2 separate regions of the Zea mays genome follow, and region 1 is linked to region 2. Evidence: chromatin contacts called from public Hi-C data. All regions are on one chromosome and are shown on one strand. The core of a region is the stretch at or near the end of the contact, and the rest is flanking DNA. Distances in the headings are between cores, read along the strand shown. Region 1 has its middle 36 kb from the start of LOC103626981. Region 2 has its middle 83 kb from the start of LOC100274679.

Region 1 (3,492 bases), core at 205-2,704, 300 kb before region 2:
CAGTGGTGTAAATTCAGTTGTAGGTAACTGAAGAATTGTCAGTTAACTGAATTTGTCTCAGTTTGGACAGGTGGCTGCTTGCTTGCTTGTTTCCTGTGTGCTCGACGTGGGTAGCAGAAACAGGCAAAAGTTTTGTTAGAATACCCGTTTAGGGTTTGGAGTAATTACTGTCTCGTCCCTCTGTAATGGGCCTGGCCCAGTTTACTCAACTCTATTAATACACCACCCAACCCCTGTTAGGGTTATGGGTTTTGCATCATTCAATATCCTGGAGCGGGCTGGCATGTCTGACTGCAAGTCCTGCTCCACGCCTGTCGACACTCAGGCGAAGCTCTCTGAGGACGACGGGCCTCCGGTCGCCGACGCGACGTCCTACCGGAGCCTGACCGGCGCGCTCCAGTACCTCACCTTCTTCAGGCCCGACATCACATACGTCGTCCAGCAGGTGTGCCTGCATATGCACACTCCGCGGGAGCCCCATCTCACCGCGCTCAAGCGGATTCTGCGCTACCTCCGCGGCTCCCTCGACTACGACCTCCTTCTCCGACCATCCCGACGTCGGAGCTCGTGGTCTACACCGACACTGACTGGGCTGGCTGTCCCAACACGCGCCGGTCCACCTCCGGTTACGCCGTGTTCCTGGGCGCCAACCTTGTCTCTTGGGCGGCCAAGCGTTAGCCCGTCGTCTCTCGCTCCAGCGCTGAGGCCGAGTACTGTGCCGTAGCCAACGGCGTGCCAGAGGCCTCCTGGCTACGCCAGCTCCTCCACGAGCTCCACAATCCCCTCCAGCGCGCCACCCTCGTCTACTGCGACAACGTCAGCGCGGTCTACCTCTCCACCAACCTTGTGCAGCATCAGCGCACGAAGCATGTGGAGATCGACCTGCACTTCGTCCGCGAGCGTGTCGCTGCCGGTGACGTTCGGGTTTTCAGCGTCCCCACCACGCTGCAGTTCGCCGACATCTTCACCAAGGGATTACCGTCGAGTGTATGTTTAGACTTTCTATCCAGTCTCAACATCTATACAGGATAGAGTTGTGACTGCGGGGGTGTTAGAATACCCGTTTAGGGTTTGGGGTAATTACTGTCTCGCCCCTCTATAATGGGCCTGGCCCAGTTTACTCAACTCTATTAATACACCACTCAACCCTGTTAGGGTTATGGGTTTTGCATCATTCAACAAGTTTGAGTGCAGGTTCTGGTGGCCGAAGCTGATTCAAGATATGGAGAAATGGAAAGATCTCAGCCCCATGATTGTGCTGACATTGCTTGGTTGGTTTGGTTAGAGAGTGGCCTGGGAGTTTCTGGCGCCTGGTAAAGTGGAGTTGAGCTGAGAAGATTCAAGTCCGGGAGAGGTTCAAAGTATCTGCGGTGGAGTCCTTATCTGCCTGGTCTCTAGCTGCGTTGCCTGCCCAAGATCGATGCCTTGTTGTGCCTGCGGTGCCGCGTGGTGCTGGACCTAAGCTTCATGCCTACTTGCGAGCGAGCCGCGCTCGCGTGCGCACGACCTAGGGCACCGTGTGGCCCATGATGTCGCATGGCTGCTTCCCATTGGTCATTGCCCCACCCTTGAGTTGAAGATAGAGCCGACGTCTACTTCTTCAGACCGTGCGCTTGCTGAGTCTAGTTTGTGTTTCATTACACGGAAAGGAGAACCAGTGCAACGCTCCTCATCCTTGCAGCTGCCTCCGGGCCACAGCAGTCACACGTCGGGTGGTTCTCAGTTCCAAGTCACTCACTTCCTTTCACCGTGCGGCCTCGCCTCGTCCTTGCCCTGGTCCGGCACCTTGTACCAGCTCATCGTTTCCATCGTCGTGTGTCTTGGCCGTGACGTGTCCAATCTGCTCCACCACACACCGCGTTCTAGTCACAGCCAGCGACCGGTGCTCGTGGTCTCTGTGCCCTCCGGTTCTGTCCCGCCTCGCGCCTAGCAGCCGCATCCATGATGTCGTCGTCGTGGCTGCTATGCGCGTCGTGAGCTCCCTCTCATCGCGCTCGCATCGTCGTGTGCTCTACTCGTTGTGCCGCACCGACTTCCCGCTCGGTCACGCCAATCCGTCATCGCCTCATTATCAGAACAGCAAGAAGTGGTCTACGAAGGAGCCTGCTCCTGTTGATCCAGCGGTGGATTCCATCTAATTGCTTATCGCGTAACACAAGATCTCAGATCTTCTCTTGTAATAAGACAAGTCTCAGTGCATTTGTCACTTCCTTATATTTTAAATGTTTTATCATCTTATATGATGTTGTGTGATAAACAATTAATGCATTACCATTCCTTGGAAATTCCTGAATCTTTGTTTTATAAAAAAATTATTATTGCTTAGTTCTGCTTAGAAACTCAAAAATCGTTTTTTTTTTCAAAAAGAAATGGTGTGTAACATTGGTTATGGCTTTTTGATTCAAAAGTCAAAGCAAACTTATGTTGATGAGTCCAGCAAGGCCCCGGATGGGTTCATCATCCGAAAAGAGTACCCCTGCCGGGTACCAAAAACAGAAAAATGGATTGAATAAATCGAGACCAGACGTTGAGCAAACAAGGTCTTCTGTCTCTGTCGATTAAGGAATGTATTGTTGACTGGCCTGTTGTGGTTGAGACTTTGCAACTAGCCACATACCCTGGTATGGGACAGGGTAAGCTTGAACCCGGCTATTCCATATGTGAAGAGACAATCGCGCACTGGGAGTGGAGAGATGGCGGGAGTAGCATGTACCCTCCTGGCATAGTAGCACGCCTGGTAGGCTAATGTGCTCTCCGGTGGCGCGGACATGTTCATGTAGTGGAGGACTCCGTGGGAACAGTTGATATATGTAAGGGTTAAGTGCTACATATGTCATATGGTTAGAGATTCCCAGCTGGGTATAATCGGTTCGAATCGTCGTTGCTCCTCGGTTATAAGACTCATCCCGGTGACCATCTTCGTAGTTAGCAAGTGAAATATGAGTATGGATAAAATGCAGCTAGTATAAGCCAAGTGCTTGAACTAGATTAGGCAAATCTAGATTCAGGTAAATACTTAACTTGTGAATTAAAACTTGGTTTAGGGATCAACTGGTAGTAAGCTTCTCTGCCAAAAAGATTGATAAGCTTTACCTTGAGTCCCGAATCCAGCATACCCTTGGGAGTCTTTTCTTTAGTCGGGTAAGTCTTGCTGAGTAATTGCATACTCAGGGTTTTATTCCCTATGTTGTTGCAGGAAGGGTTCTTGCTATCTTTAGCTCCTGATTGTTGCTTCGTGTGGATGCCTTGAAGATTTTAATGCTTAGGTGTATTTCTTATGGAAAGGCTTCACCTTCCCAAGTGTTGTATTAAGTTATGCAATTTGTGTACTATCAGGACTTGTAATAATTATAACTCTTTCTATCATGTAAAACTTGAGCTATGGAAGTGTAAAGTGTATTTTGTAAAAGTCTTCCGCTCTATCTGCAATGCGTGTGTATCGAATGTAATTACTGTAATGTACATGTTATGTGGTAGATCCTTAGGATGATG
Region 2 (3,596 bases), core at 194-2,693:
TCAAGACCAGAATGGGTTCACGCGACCCGAGATTACATTACCCCACCATCCAGCCACTTGCCAGGTGGGCACACGTTACTCCCGCCATCTCTCCACTCCCAGTGCGTGCGAGCTGTTCTGGTATTGGTCCGGCCGAGGCTAAGCTTACCCATGACGAGGCATGTGGCCAGTTAAAAGGTCCTAGATCATGTAAACCAACAATCGTTATGGTCCTTACACGACATAGACGGGCGACCTTTCCTGCTCACGTCTGGTCCCAATTTGAACTATTTCTCAAAACCTTGTACCTATCGGAGGTACCATGCTTGAATGATGAAGTTAATAAGGCCTTTGATAATTTCATCACTCCAAGCCCTTTTTCTTTGTAAAAACATGATTAATACATCAAAACATTTTGTTCCTAATCTATCAGCATACTAAGCATGTCTACATTTTTAAATCAGTTATCAAGCATGGTAATCAATAGTTCAAGCAAGTTATGCAGCAAAGGTTTAATCATTCAACCCTTATCACCTAATGAATCATATAAGTGATAAAAGTTTTTAAAAGCACAAGGAATTTGTTGAATGCACTAGGGCATGCCTTGATGAGGAGGAGAGTCAAGCTCTTCTACCAAAATATTGCAGTTGGCAGCAAAACCTACTGGAGCACCTTCAGGAGGACCTTCGGGAACAACTTCAGTTGGAGAAGCTTCAGATGGAGGAACTGGTTCCTCTTCCACTTCTTCTTCTAGGTGTTCTACAACTCAATCACATGTATATGAATGCTTACGTAATGATATGCCATGCAAACTCTCACCAGGGAGATGTGGAAAACTTAAATACTCTTAAATAAGCATATGATAATTATACTCATATTTCTAGGTTACTTAATGTTGGCTCAAAGTGATCAAACTAAACTTACTTCAGAAAATCAGAGAACTAAATATTCTAAAGCTTGTCAACCTTGCTGCTTAACGTTTTGGATTATTTAAGTTTTATCTAAACCTATATTAGTATCAGGGTTTAGGAGTTTCAATATCCACATTTAGCTAGTTTATGGTTTTCTGGACAAATCGACTCCAAACAGTCTAAGATTTTTACCAGGGGTTAATCTAATGGTAAATAATTCTTCCACAAGTGTTCATCATTTTTGGTCTTTTGGTTTTATTTCTAAAATTATTTTAAGCGTCCTAAGGGTACTTTTAAATGACTAAGAATTCACCTTTTTCTGAAAAAATACTAGGAATAATTTTAATAGGAACTACGCAATTTTGTGGACTCTACAAAATTGGTTTGGTAATTTTTGCAGTTTTCTACAATTTGTGATGAATTTTGCAATCTGCTACCAAAAATCAAAAGAACTACCTACACTGGGCCGAAAACTCAGACTCGGCCCACGAGTGCACGGGAAACCGGCCCTACGACCAGCAGTCCGTGCCCGCACTCGCAACTTTACATCTACGCCGCCACTGCGCTAGCAAATCTATTAGGAGTCTGAAACCCTATTCCTTTGTCTCACTAACATGTGCACCGAGACCCTTCTTCTTTCTTTTATTCCCAACATTAGGTCCCTGATTTAACCCCGACGAGCGCCGGCCAACCGCCATGCAAACCCGCCGGTGACGGCCTCCTCTGACGAAGCTAAACACCCAGACGTGATCCCCGAGGATGACACACCCATAACCCGCAGTGAACCGGACTAAGATGACATATAGCCTTACTATCCATGGCGGTGGCAGCATACCGACCTCCGGCGAGCCCAAACCATGGTCTAGGGCATGGTAGCGTTCAATCCAAAACTATGGTGAGTACCAGTGATCTATCTAGCACACGGTGCTCACATAAGTTTACCCGGGAAGGACATGGTTTGGTCAGTCCACACGAAGGTGGTCCGCGGCGGCATCCTGGACAAACCCGACGGCGTTCTAGCTGGGATACCACGGTAGCGTTCAAAAGGGAAACGCCATGAGCATCACCATCACATATGGGTTATGAAACGCGAACAACTTGAACATATTACGTTCTAGGTAAGGCTGACCACGGGGAGAGGTGGGTGATTCGGTGGGTGTGGTCACCACTGCCAGGGTTTTCTTCGAGTTCAAGCTTTCACAGCTTAGTAACCAGGTTCCTGGATCGATGGGATCGAGGTACGGGAACATGGTACACGGTACGCTACTAAAACTAGGTTTTAACACTACGGGAACGAGATTGTTCTCACGTTCCCGGAACGAGGAACGTGGCCACGTTCACAGTTCCCGGTTACTAAGTTTCACAGTGAACCAAAGGAATGGGGAAAGATGGAGGAGGTAGGTGTAAGGGATCAACAAGGACATGGTGAAACTGCTATGGGATCGACATGGCATGGGGAGGTTCAGCTCTTTGGTTTTTGGATGATTATGAACAGTCACCCAAGGCTGGAGTTTCTGGGTTTTTTGCCTGAGACTTAGCAAGGGTTAACTACACTAATAGGTCTCCCAATATTACTGCATGGTCAACATGCAAGGAGAGGGCTTAGAGGGGTAGCAGATGTGGAAAAAGCTCCTATGGACAGCAAGAGGGGCTGACAGACAGACCACACAGCCACAAGTGTGCTCAATTCACCACACCCTCCAGCTCATCCAAAAATAGTGCATGATGTACACATATTTTTCACACCACAATGCTTTAGCCTTCATCTTTATCCTTCAGTTAACTAGAAGTAACTGAGGCACATGAGGGAGGAAGATATTTTCAGAGTATTGGACTGTTCTGAACTCCATCAGTTTAACAACAGGACCCAGTTCACCCCGCAGTTTCTCACATTTCCACACAAGGATCGACCTGTCTTGCTTAAACAATATTGTTCACCAATTGTAGGTCAACAAGTTTACTACATTCTTCTAGGTCCAAAGACATAAGGATCACAAACTATAGGAGCTTAAAGTTGGCTTCGATTTTTTGAAACCATATTCAGTTGAGTTGAACTGAATCTGAACCTCACAACCCGACAGGGCATTTTTGGGCAGCTTTTTTTCACTTTTTGTGTAGGATCAAACCCAACTCACTTAAGGAGACTTGTTCCAAAATATTTGGTCTTCAGATTTTTTACAATAACTTTAGTCCAAAACTGTCTAGAACAGATGTCACACAACTCCAAAGTTGAGCCAAACACTGAAATTCAGCACTGGTTACTATTCACTATCTGAAAAACTCCAAGGGTCTGACAGCCCATTTTCTAGCACCAATTACTCCATTTTTTATGTAGTACCAAGTCAATCTATCTTAAACAAACTTGTACACTAATGTATGCTATTAAAATTTGCTACAAATAGCACGACTTAATATCATACAGATCAATAAAAAAGAATCTCCCAAAGTTACTAAAAACACACAATTTCGGGCTCTGAAATTGCACTAAGTCTGATATCTAGATTACAGCATAGGATTTTTGGACCAAATTTTCTACCAGTTACACACAGCTTTAGGAGCATGACCTTTAATCAAAGTTATTCACCAACATGTGGTCTTCCACTGTGTTACAATACCCCAAGTCCAGAACTGTATGGATTAGCCACTAATAGACTTTCAAAGTTGCTGCATACTGTAAAAACTGCAGTCCAGAAATCTTACTCAGAA

The links. Hi-C and Micro-C count contacts between places; a contact is called where the count stands out from the background.
Region 1: a Hi-C map of leaf shows a contact between it and region 2, with 7 times the contacts expected there. The contact joins two enhancer-like sites. A contact is called at or near these places in 6 of 25 Hi-C or Micro-C datasets (bundle sheath, ear, leaf and 1 more).

Annotation. Positions count from the first base shown.
Region 1 is chr5:144,420,978-144,424,469 of Zm-B73-REFERENCE-NAM-5.0, reverse strand. No RefSeq gene overlaps it. Among protein-coding and RNA genes, the nearest start is that of LOC103626981, 36 kb to the left of the region's middle. Within about 2 kb of position 1,454, at least 10 of the 20 cell types and tissues checked have an H3K27ac peak or open chromatin away from gene starts, as enhancers often do. A contact at or near this core is called in bundle sheath, ear, leaf and 1 more, where this site is marked.
Region 2 is chr5:144,123,783-144,127,378 of Zm-B73-REFERENCE-NAM-5.0, reverse strand. No RefSeq gene overlaps it. Among protein-coding and RNA genes, the nearest start is that of LOC100274679, 83 kb to the left of the region's middle. Within about 2 kb of position 1,443, at least 15 of the 20 cell types and tissues checked have an H3K27ac peak or open chromatin away from gene starts, as enhancers often do. A contact at or near this core is called in bundle sheath, ear, leaf and 1 more, where this site is marked.